Linked DNA regions of Mus musculus: region 1 is linked to region 2. A link is a contact called in public Hi-C data. All regions are on one chromosome and are shown on one strand. The core of a region is the stretch at or near the end of the contact, and the rest is flanking DNA. Distances in the headings are between cores, read along the strand shown. Region 1 holds the start of Kbtbd11 (kelch repeat and BTB (POZ) domain containing 11). Region 2 holds the start of Ing1 (inhibitor of growth family, member 1).

Evidence for each region. Hi-C and Micro-C count contacts between places; a contact is called where the count stands out from the background.
Region 1: a Hi-C map of Th1 cells shows a contact between it and region 2, with 7 times the contacts expected there. The contact joins the promoter of Kbtbd11 here to the promoter of Ing1 in region 2. A contact is called at or near these places in 6 of 484 Hi-C or Micro-C datasets (CD4 T cells, CD8 T cells, Th1 cells and 1 more).

What each region holds. Positions count from the first base shown.
Region 1 is chr8:15,008,528-15,013,969 of GRCm38.p6, reverse strand. Kbtbd11 (kelch repeat and BTB (POZ) domain containing 11) reads right to left here and starts at 2,945. Exons shown (of 2, transcript NM_029116.2): 1 at 2,656-2,945. It overlaps 5830468F06Rik (a long non-coding RNA gene), which reads left to right. Exons shown (of 2, transcript XR_003947516.1): 2 at 1-3,239.
Region 2 is chr8:11,553,941-11,560,302 of GRCm38.p6, reverse strand. It overlaps Ing1 (inhibitor of growth family, member 1), which reads right to left and starts at 3,846. Exons shown (of 2, transcript NM_011919.5): 1 at 3,258-3,846. The coding sequence starts at 3,393.

The sequences.
Region 1 (5,442 bases), core at 1,696-4,195, 3.5 Mb before region 2:
TTTATTTATGCAACATCTTGCCCACACTGTCTAACTTCAGGATATCCCTTTGATTCAATATCTCAGGTCTGTAAAACTGAGCCACATGCAACGCCACCCAGTCTCCCAATGACCAGCTTCATCGATATACATGGACTGAAATGAAACCACAGACCCAAGGCAGGCTCTCCAAGGGCTCCTCTCTGGCCCTCTCTAGTGATCCGTTTTATACCACAGGGCCTTTGCACATGAAGCCACTGCTGATACAACATACCAATCCCCTTGCTACACAAGAAGCCTCCATTATGTATACTCATGGGAATATATACATTCCCTTCAGAGATGTTACACAAGTATTGGGAGGAAATGCTTCATATCTTTCTCTCATTTTGAGTCTAAGATACACAGGTAGGGAGACCAGTTCTGTTACAGAGAATTCTGTACCTAGCATCAAAGACTGTGCTGTGCTCTCAGCAGACAACATCCCTGAAAGGAAAGACTGCTCAGCCATTTGAACAGTACTGCCAGGACTCGAGGTAGCTTCGGTTTCCAAGGCAATATTTAATTATGATACTATGTCTCCCAGGAGCCAGAATGTTTCCAAAGTGTAAACTCCTAGAAGTTTGCATTTTATTATAAAAGTTGCTCACTGTAAGTGTTCTCCAAACATTTGCTGGTACTAACACTCGGTGTATACACCACAATCAATTCAAGAGAAAAGCTAGAAACCAAGGCTGTTAGTGAGTCCGTGGCTTCCAGAGCAGGACAAATATCCCTGGATTACAGGGGCTCATGGGAGACTGGGCTGGTTTCCACTGGAGGCAGCCTGCTCTGCTCCAGGCAGTCCCGACTCTCAGCTGACACAGTCTGTTCTGACCACAGCCTCAATGCAGGGCGGTCCAGAGAATCAGTGCAACTGCCTAAGTGGATCCAGATTTGCACCGAGCTGTTATTACACAGTAATCTATGCCATGGTGTTTAGGAAACATCTGAAATATGAGCCTAGATGGAGTGCTGGCAAAAGGCATTGCAAGGAGAGAGACAGTCTTTGTTCATGCTGGGACTGTACTGAACATACCCCACTAGAGACCACCACCCGCGCGGGAGAACAAAGTGATGATGTGACCCAGCCTGTGACCCACCGATCTAGACATAGGGCGTAATGGCCCCCAAACTGGTGTAGCTGGGAAGGGCTCGTACAGAAAAGCACATTTAATGCTCTCTCCCAACTCGTAAACCAGAGACGACCTTACAGACGGTAAACAAAACATTTTAAGTATCTTTCCTCTGTATTTTTCTAATGATATGATGAGCCATTTCTAGTAGTTGATATGAAAAGCTCTGAATTCTTTTTATCTCATCAGGACCTTAGCCGAGTTACACCGGAAGGGAGCGTTGGAGCGCCTAGTCAGTCAGTGTGGGGACGCGGTTTTTTCCCAGCAACTCCGGGTACCCGGTACCCAGGAAAGCTCCTTTCTGCCTGGCAGGGCTTGGGGTGGGGGTGGGGGTCTAATAATAGGAACCCTTAGGATGAAAGGCTTAAGGGCGCCATTGACAGCGGTGAGGGTTACTAATTAGAGACTGAGTAATTCAGTGGTTAGGAGTAGGGTGCTGGGAACCCACGGGGAACCAAGGACTAGTCACTCGGTGTTGAAAGATGCTGGGAACTTCAAGATAAGCTCCCGAGTGGAGCTAGAGGAGGGAAAAGAGCTCATTCTTTCTATCCCTGGACTAGACTGTAGCAGGCTGGGGAAAGAAGTGCTTCTTTAGGAAAGCTAAATAATGTTGGAGTGAAAACTCTCCGGTCTAATGCTACAGGTGCAGAGGGCCAACCGAGAGGAACTCGGCAGGACCTGCCCCCACCGCCCTGGAGGGGGTTGGCTGCCCTGGAAGGGGTTGTCCCAGCCGCACAGCGGGGCTGGCAAGGTTCCAGGAAGGCTTGGGCTCCACTCCCAGCCTCTTCCCAGGATGAAGGCGAACCGCGCACTCAATCCTAATTTAAATGCAGCGCGCTTTCCTCCTTCCATCCCCTCCCCACCGTGCTGTCAGGCACGTACCCGCGCAGGCCACCAGGCATCCCTGACCCACTGTCTGGCTCTACGAGCCGAGGCTCCCCGAACGAATACTGTAGCTGTGCGTGGCCCACGCGTCCCGCAGACTACCCGTGGCGTCAAGAGTCTGCCTAGGGGGTCCCCGTCCGGGTCCGCCAAATCATGTCCACTTTCCGAGCTAGCTAGCGCCCAGTCCCTGAGCTGCACCCCCCCCCCCATAAAGAACCCAGTGTCACAGGCAGCAGGAGGGGAGCGGCCAGACCCATGCCAGGGAGGGGCCCGTGCAGGCGACTCACTGTCGCCTGTCGTCCTCCCACGCCACGCCCGGTGCTTTTTTTCTTGGATCAATCCGGTCCTCCGAACCCCCAGTCCCCACTTCCCTCCAAGAGCAGCGTCCCTGCCTACCACCCACAAGGCCCTCCATCCTCCAGGAGTCCCGCAGGCCGCGCCCGGGCCCCTACCTCACCGCTCGCAGCTCGCCGCTCTCCCTCCACCCCTGCAAACCCACCCGAGCCCAGGACGCGCAGCCTGGCCGGGGGGCGTGGGGTGTGTGACGCGCATGCGCACGCGACCATTCACGCGCACCTGTGTGAGCGCCCCCGGGGCGAGCGAACCTTCCACGCACCTGTGCGAGCGCTGCGATTCTGTGCGCTTTCCCGATGCCGGGAACGCGCCGGGCTCCTCCGCACGCGTGCCAACCTCCGGGTTGGCAGCGACTGAGTATGCCCTGCACTTGGAGGGAGCGCGAGCTGGGAGGCCGCCCACGGCCGGGGCGCGCGTGCACCTCGCTGTCCCCGCCTGCCACCTACGGCTTGGGGGTCTTCCGGCAGAGGCTGCAGCTGAGCTAGCCCTCCGTGGATCTAGTGTGCGCGGTGCCCGGCGCCTGCCCGCAACAGCTCCTGCGCCTCCGCACTTAACCCATTCCAGACCAAGTGAGCAGAAGCTGGGAGCTCGCTCTTGGTAGCCTCCAGCCTTGACAGCAGCACCGTGGCGCACAGAGCACCTCCAGTAAAGAGACCCCGCTGCTGCACCCCGCGGGCATGACCTGTTGAGCCCTTCCCAACCCCAAAAAGCACCAGGAACAGGTGTCTGCCGCGAGCTTTGCCCTACCTAGGGCGCTCTTGGCTGTTTGACCTCCAGCATTACATCCTGGGTCCCGCTGAGCATCTGTAAGAAGCGATCCCACACATAGTAATTAAAAATCTGTTGCCCACATCCTGATAGAGTCTAGAATCTTAAGAAAGTTCTGTATAGTGAAGCTGACCAACCAGTTGGTGGACATTTCTTGGTGTCTAGACTGGCCTTCTCCTCTTGTGTGGGCAGCCTCGGGTAACATAAGGAGTGTGTGTCAAATCAGGGTTGATCCTGGGATAAATGCTTCTTTTAACAGCTTTATGCAAATTACCGATGGCCAGATTTCTGTGAACAGAGGATGTGAACATTTGCTCTCTACTCTGCTTTGATATTCTTGGCCAATTTATACCACCAGCCTTTCTGAGTTCAACACCAAAGCTGTAAAAACGCTTCTTGTTCAGTAGCCAGGCATCAACCAGGGCAGAAAGCTGCAAACTGCTGGAATGACTCCTTCCTTCCGTTCCTGTTGGTTACAATAGAAACAGGCTGAGATCATTTTCATTTTCATTATGTTAATTTCAGTTTGTCCTCAAATAGGTAACTCTCAAGGTCTCTTAGTGTGTCTCCATTTACACGTGGGTGGAGAAAAGGCAGAAAGGTGACCAGGATGCGGCCTCAGGGCTTTCTCCACGTGCCCAGCCTCCATCATCCTGGCTCTGGATGCTGGGTGGACCAGCTCCCACACTGGGCTGGGTACCATTTACAGACCTACCCCAACCCCATTCCAACAGGGATTTTTACAAAGCTATACACTAAGTAGGCTGTTCATGGAAATTTTCTGAAAGGATGAAAAAAAAAAAGTAAAGGAAGTAATTAAAAATAACCTTCTGGTGTCTCGTAGAGGGGGTGTTTGGGGGTTACCTGCCATGTGTTTCCCCACTTACACATTTATAGACTCTATTTCAGTGACGTCATTGAAATTTGCCAGAGGTGTGGTAATTAGTTGGAAATTCTTCATGCTTCATGAGGTCCTGAAACTGACCAGGACTGTAATCGCGGAGGGAGTGTGCCATCGAATCCTCCTGCCTCAGGAAGAACCGGACCGTACTGCAGACTTGAGATGCATCACCGTGGCTATCTCCCAGAGACAGGTGTGAACAGGTGTGGCACTGACTGAGCCTTTCACACCCTTAGTGCTGGGTAAAACCGACCAGGTCCAGGTCAGAGCAACAGGCTGGGAGAGAGCCAGCAGCAGCACGCAGACGACACCCTGAATGCAGTCATCCCTCTCAAACCTGACAGGGACAAGATGCTCAACCTGTCTCCCTGACAGTACCCAAGTCAGATGGAAGGATGTATGCTGTGCAGTGGGTAGTGGAGCCATCTTTCTCCAGGGAGGGCGTTCCCCCGATTCTACCATTGCCCTGAGAGCTCTCAGCTCTCTCCGTCTGTGCCTTTATGGTTGATCTTTCCTGCACGCAGCCTTGTGAAGTATAAAAGGAAGGTTGCCTGCCTGTAGGTCATACCCATGTCACACCTCGTTCCTACTCTTAAGCGCTTTAGTTGGCTCCTGTGGGGATCCTGGGTGTTGTTTGCTCACAGATGCCAGACCAGACAGTCCCCAGGATTTTTTAAAGCCCGTAAGACTTCATGTTCTGCACTGCTACCCCCTCCCCCAAGCAATTAAATTCCAATGACTGTCAGGAATGGAGCCAGTTACTCTAAGTACTTCCAGCTTTTCGGCATTAAGAATAAATAATTAGATGTTTGTTGGTTCATTTCAAAATCCAATCCATGCTGTGTAAGAGGGAAGTTGTCCCCATGGGACTCCCTTAAGTACCAGCCTTGTCTGACCAGGCCACTCCTAGAAACGCCGCCACCAATCTGCATGTGGATTCTTTCAGATGCGTCTTAGATATGGTGGCTGAGCTGCCTGGGCTCTCCTTTCTCTTCACACACCGCAGACCGGTGCCTAGGAGCCTGGTACTCAGAGGTCATGCTCTGTGTTGTCTATGAAGTGTCCAAGGCGACCGTGACTATGGAGATGGTTGCCACTCGTGAGGTGATTCTGCATCATTCATGTCCTTCCGCGCATTTTAAACTACAGTTGCATTCCTGGAAAACACACGCACACGCGCGCATGCACACACACACACACACACACATACACACGCACGCACATGCACACACACACACTGGTCTGAGATGGTACCTCATGCTGTACAGCTGAATACCACAAGAATGGACTCTTCAGCTCTGTGTCTTCCTGAATTAAAAGCCATGATAATGGACCAGGAATGCCCACTTAGACCAGATGTCTGCTGCCCCTTGTCTCTGA
Region 2 (6,362 bases), core at 2,597-5,096:
CTAAGTATGACGAACCTCTGTGTGTCAAGTAGGCAGAGACCCTTTGTACTGACGCCAAATCAGTCTAAGACCCATGACAAGAAACTAGAGAAATGGGTAAATGCTGACAGAGGGAAACCCTAGAGAGTGGGTGCTGCAGGATGTAGTCCAAAGGACTATGGCAAAGGATCTCCAGCCAGAGATGTCAAAGAACACTTCAAATGTCAGAAACTAACAAAAACATTGGTCGTTTTAAAAACAAAAGTGAACAGAAGAAAAAAAAATTCTGCCCTAAGTGGATTACCTCAAAGCCAAATTGATTAACCACCCACACCTCCAAGAAATTCTGTGTGCGCTAAGGAAAAACTATTTTGTTTTTGAAATATGGGACATACCAGAAAACTCCAAGAGTATTTTTCTCAAACAGTAAATGGTATCAGATTTTCCTTGAGACCTTTTTGCCATCTATTAAAGGAATTACTAGAGATGCTTGTGTGGACGGGCTGGCAGTCAGAGAGGATACCTAGAAATTCACCGCCTCCCTACTCTGTGCTTCTCTGACAGGAAACGGCAATTCAGGCAGGGTCAAACCTCTTTAGAGTTCCAGGCTGGCCAGAGCTACTTATCAAGACCCTGTTTCAACACACACACACACACACACACACACACACACACACACACACCCCAACAAAACCCTAGAAGACAACACAAGGGCTGACACTGAAGTCTCTCAACAGGTAAGGCTACATACAGGTTCTGCAGGCATTATTCATGGAAGAACAACAGACCCCACACAGGAGGCATGTACAGTCCTAGTATCTAAAAGGAAGTTTCTAGGTAAGTCGACTGACTTAACTTACCAAAGACAACCTAAGATACACATTTTGGAGCATGATGGCACATACCTTTAATACTAGAAGGAAGGGCAAGTGGATCTTTAAGAGTTCCAGGTCAATGAGAAAAAATAACAAAACCAATAGCAAATTGTTTTTTGAGCTCCATCCTGGGTTAAATGGCATACAATCAGAGCCGGTCCTGTCTCCAACCGGGATCTCTGGCTCCTGCCATCACACCCAGCAATGTTTCAAAGATTATACTGGTATTTTGTAAAAGAGTAATTCTTCCCGTTGCTAATTTAAATGAAAATGACTGCTTCTTCCTGCCTTAATCCAGGTGAAGCTTGTGGAGAAAAATGCCATCAAAAACTTACCAGAAGCTATTGTGGAGCTCACACAATAACACAGATTTTTAGTTACCCTACGTAAAATATTTGATAAAAACAAAAATGTTGGTAAAAGCAACAAACAAGGACAGCACTACTTCCACACAGGGAGGCACCTGTCAGCTCAGCCTCAGCCTGCTGCTGGGCCACCATTCAGTACCAACAAGGATAAAGGTAGTGACTAAATGGGCCTGCAGTTCCATCTAATCTGTCCAATTACTTTAAGCCACTTTAACTTTATATAAGGTTGCGCTTAAGAAAGAGGCATTGCTTCCTGGGGGTATTTTCTATAATATTTGAAAAGTAATTCAAGCAACAAACTCCATTTACAACAACCAAAACATAGACCCTCCTTTCGAACTCTTCTACATCTGAAGCACTAAGGCGGCCGTCAAAAACTCGGTCTGCCAACAGTAGTTCTGAGCAAGGACTTGAATATTCTAGAGCCATTCGGACACACGAGCCCGCAGGAGGACAGCACGGGACACACAGACCCGCAGTCCCGACAGAGGCACTCCCGCTCATTCAAGCCTACCGGAAACGCGACAAGCGATCAGAGGCTCCCGCGGGGAGCCAGAGCAGAGAAGGTAAGCGCAGCATCCTCCCGGAGGCCACCGCCGCCATAGCCTCGCAGCCGGAAAGTGGCCGCGATCCACTCCAGCCTACGAGACTCAGGAAGCGCGCCCCGCCCTGCCCCGCCCCGCCCGAAGCCTATGTGAGTCGACGACGCTGAGGGCGGAGACCAGGAGGTACACCAATCAGCGCGCAGAGCCAGCGACGGTGGCCCGCCCCAGCAGCGACAGGAGCCAACCCAAGGCCAGAGGACGGGCGACCCGAAGACATTCAAATCAACTCACCTCCTCTCTCCGCCCGGCCCTCTACCAGAGGAAAAAAAAAAAAAAAAAAGCAGACAGCGGAAACACAGACTGGAGCGAGTCCCGAGCAAAGCCCGCCCCCATACTGCCCGCCCCCCAATGACTCTGTAGCACAATGATAAGGACATTCCACGGGGGATGTTGCGACCAATCAAAGGGCCGCAGAGGCGGAACGTTCCGCAATATGCTAATGATTCTCCTATAAACCGAGCTGCGAAGCTGCATCTCGGATAGAGCGCGCAGGGGCGCTTTCCCCAGCAAGTCTCTGTATGCAGTGCTGGGCAGTGGCCCTCCACCACCCCCAACTCTTCCGTTTCCCTGCTGCGCAGTTCTGTAAACAAGAGTAAACTCCGAGCGGCCATCCACGTTCAAAACAGAGCCCCCTGACCTCACAGCAAAGTTTCCCCAACAGCCAACAGTTCCCGGCGGGCACGCAGGCTCCGCCTCTTCGCCACTCTGGGCAGCCCGGGTCTTCGGGTGGGCTGCAGGTCCCTCACCTGCCCCGCTCCTCTCCAGCCAGAGCCCAGCTCGCGTCCACCGATCGCAGCGCAGTCGTACACCTAGTCGGCTGCGATCCTCCCTTTCACCCTCTTCCTCCCCAAGACACACCGCGCCGGCGCCCCTCGCAGTCGGCCCGGAGCCCTGTCCAGAGCCAAGAGAGGGCCCAGGAGAGCAGGGCCTGGGCGATCGCGCGACCCCGAGTCAGGACTGCCCAGTACTTTATGTAACACTTAGAACCAGAACCTGGCGGGAGGCGGCGACTCTCCGGACCCGCACTCAGCTCCGCCGGAGTACGGCCCGCAGCCCTCTCTCTAGCCCGGTGCCCGCGCCCTACGGCCGCGGCGCCCGCATAGCACTCCACCTCGCGCGGCCGCCTTCACCCCCTCCCCGAGGACGCGGCCGAGCCCCGCGCCCCCTCCCCCGCAGCACCGCCTCATCACTTCACTACAAAGAGCGCTTTGGTCGCGCAGCCTTGCAGCCAGCCGTTCGCGCTCCTTCCTTCTCCATGTCCCGGAGCTCGGTACACAAGGACCTCGGCGTATCAAAGGCGCTCCAGACCTTTTGTTCCTAGCCCTCCGAGGACGCTACCGGGCGCTCCGGCTCCAGCAGGACCGGTCAGCCTCGCCGCCGGGACCCAGGGATGGACGCGGCCGCCCCCGCCCATCCATCACCCGCCGTACCTTGGTATTTGGCGTCGATCTCCCGCATCAGCGAGACGTTCCTCTGCAGGTCGAAAGGCAGTGACTCGATTGAGTCCAGGTAATCCTCCACATAGTTCACCAGGTGGATCTGCTCCCCGTTGGCAGGACTCAACATGGTTCACCCCGGAGGTCCCCGGCGATTCGGCGGCTTTCCGCTTCCTCCACCCCCCGCCCCCCTCAAACAGCACTGCAAAATGCAAAGCTCTCTCGCCCTTCCGCGCCCCCCCGCCGCTCCGGCCGGGCTGGCCGGCGGCTACATCTGGCGCCTGCCGCGCCGCCTCCGGGGCCGCGGGGACCCCGGCGCCTGCAGGCGCGGGCCGCGGCGGCCGAAGCTCAAGCGCACACCCCGCCGGCCGTGCAGGCCCCCTCCCGGGCGGCGGGCGGCGCGGGGGGCCGTGCGTACTAGCGCGCACACACCCAAAGAGGGCCGGCCACCGCCGCCCACCCGCCACCAGCGTGGAGAGCGGAGAGAGCGGGGCCGGCTGCGGGAAGGGCGCGCTCCGCCGCCCGCCTCGCCGCACTTGTCCAACGTGGAAAACCCAAATACCAGTTTCAAACACTTGGGAAACATTCAGCCCCGCGCGCAGCGCGCATGCGCCCCGCCACCCCTCCTCCCGGAGGCGGCCCCGCCCCCACCGCATTCACGCCCCTCACCGTCCCGGGCCGGGGGGCGGCGGGCCGCGAGGCCGGCCCGCGCGGGGGCGTGGCCTGTCATTGTCGCTGGGGGCCAGGGTCGCCGAGGGGACAGCGGCGGGGTCGCCTGGGCAGGGGAGACCGGCGACGCGAAACTTTACTAGGAGTTTGACACTCGGTGGCGGACCTACTGGGCGGAGCCGCACGCCGGCCGGGAACCGCGGGGTGCTAGCCTGCTCCTCGAGACACGCCGGGGCCGGACGAGCCTCCAGATCGCTGCCTTCAAACCGACTAACCTGAGAAGAGCCACCCTCCGCTGGGTTAACTGCATTCCCCCGCCTCCTAGCGCGGTATAAATAGGGCCCCCGAACAGAAATGGCAACGGCGTCAGCCAATCCCCTTGCGACTCTTACCTCTGCGGCCAATCTGGACGAGAAGGAGGTGTGGTGGGATCGGCAACGCCCCCCGCACGCCTAGTACTAGAGAGCTGTCCTCTTCCAGGAGGGACGAGCGGGCGGAGCCGAGCGAGGCGGAAGTGGACGCGCAGGCGCAGCTCCCTGGCGATGGATGCGGACCCGCGCGGGAGGGCAGCTATCGACACGCAAAGGGACCACCACTCCCAGCATCCTCGGCGCCTCCACGCGCCTGCGCCTTCCGCCCCCATCGTCCCTTTGTGTCGCCTCCCGGTGCTGGGTTTAGAATGGCCTGGAGACAAAGGGGCCCCCGAGGGGTGCTCTTTTCAGCGCGGAGATCTACGGTGGGCGGGCTGGCGGGAGCAGCTCTTCTCTGATCCTAACTAGCTCTTCCCCTCCCTGCCGCATCTGAGGCTGCCCATGTCCTCGTCACACTGAGTTGGCAGCGGGCACCGCAGTGTGCTTCCCGCAGGGGAGCACAACCTTCAGCTTCCCATCCCGCCCTTCCCCCACAGCTGCCGGATTTAGGGCTTTCTGAAAAGCCCGGGCAGAGCGAGGGGTTGCCTAGGCGACGGGCCCCGGCGGTCCCGCCCTCTTCCTGCCTAGGCACCGCCCTGGGGCGGAGCCTGGCCTGTGGTCGCCACATTCGCGCCTTTGTATGGCTGGGACTGTGGTGCGGCTGTCCTATTCGCCCCTCTGAGTCCCAGGTCCTCAATCTTGCTCGGCCGCCTGGGCGAGAGCGGTGGACCCGCTGCTGTGGCCTCAGGTGCGCAGGGCTGGTGATGGCGCTCTGCCTCGCCTGCGGTGTCTGCTGCGCCGGGTCAGCTCGCAGCCTTCAGCCATCTGGAGTTTGCCGTGTTTCAGCCTCAGGCATTCATCCTCCGGCAGAACAAGACTCACCGCTTCAGAACTAGAGGGTGTAATTGGAAAGGATTTGGAACAGGTTCAGGAAACACTGTGATGCCCTACCCCCTTCGGCAGGTGTGAAAGTACTCCATGCAACCCCGTGACATCTACGACATTTCCAACGCTGTATATCTTAAATAGAGTCTTGTGGAGGGTCATAACGCAGCCAGAGACTGTCAGTTGAGTTAGATCGTTCAGATTGGGTCGTTTGCTTCTGAAGCACAGGGCAGTGCATTTCTGCAGGAGGAAGTTCGCTTGGCTGTCTGGTGCTGGTTTTTACTAGCAGAACCAACTGCTTTCAGCCCTAGTCAAAACCAGAATAATGAAGTTTTTCCACGTAATTGCCAGAAGAAAATAGTTGCACAAAAGGCTAACTGCATGGCTTGAGAACACGACGTGTAATTAAGTGTGGAGAGGGGTACAGAACTGAATATGAAATGTGGCCTTTTCCTCAGATCTTATAACCAGTTTAAAGGCACAATAGCAATTAAGAAACAGGTATTTTAGTCGCAGCGTGCGTTGGGCCATGAATGAACATTTATCTAGGTTTAATGAAGATTAGGAATAGTTGACCTTTTCCAAAGATAACCAAGCTGGAGTTTGAACCTGGTTATCTTTCAGAGTTACATATGCTTTAATAACCATTCCATTCTGTTTATTGAATTCATGGACACACAAACCCAAAAGGTATTTTATTCAATTGACCAGAATTATTTCACAAGTGCCTGTCACATGCTAACTACAATGTTTTTACATTCTGGAAATAGATTGGCAATTGTGTACTAATTAGCTTTATAAACTGGCTTTCTGAGCAAGCTCAAAAGACCAATTGATAAAATTAACTTACATCAAGCTTTTGTATATTTATACTGTATAGAAAAGCAAAGGCTAGGGAGATGGCCGAGTTAACCTGAATTAACCCTTGAATCTACATGGTGAAAGGAGAGATTGAACCCAGATCACAGAGTTGGTCCTCTGGTCTCCGTGTAAGCACCATGTCCCATGTACCCTCCTGCTCCATACACACTAAGTGGATAAATACAATTTTTAGGAAAACCTATTTCTGTACAGCAGAGACTAGGGAAGCAATGAACATCACCCCAAAGAGAGTCTGGCAAAACATGAATGAGGG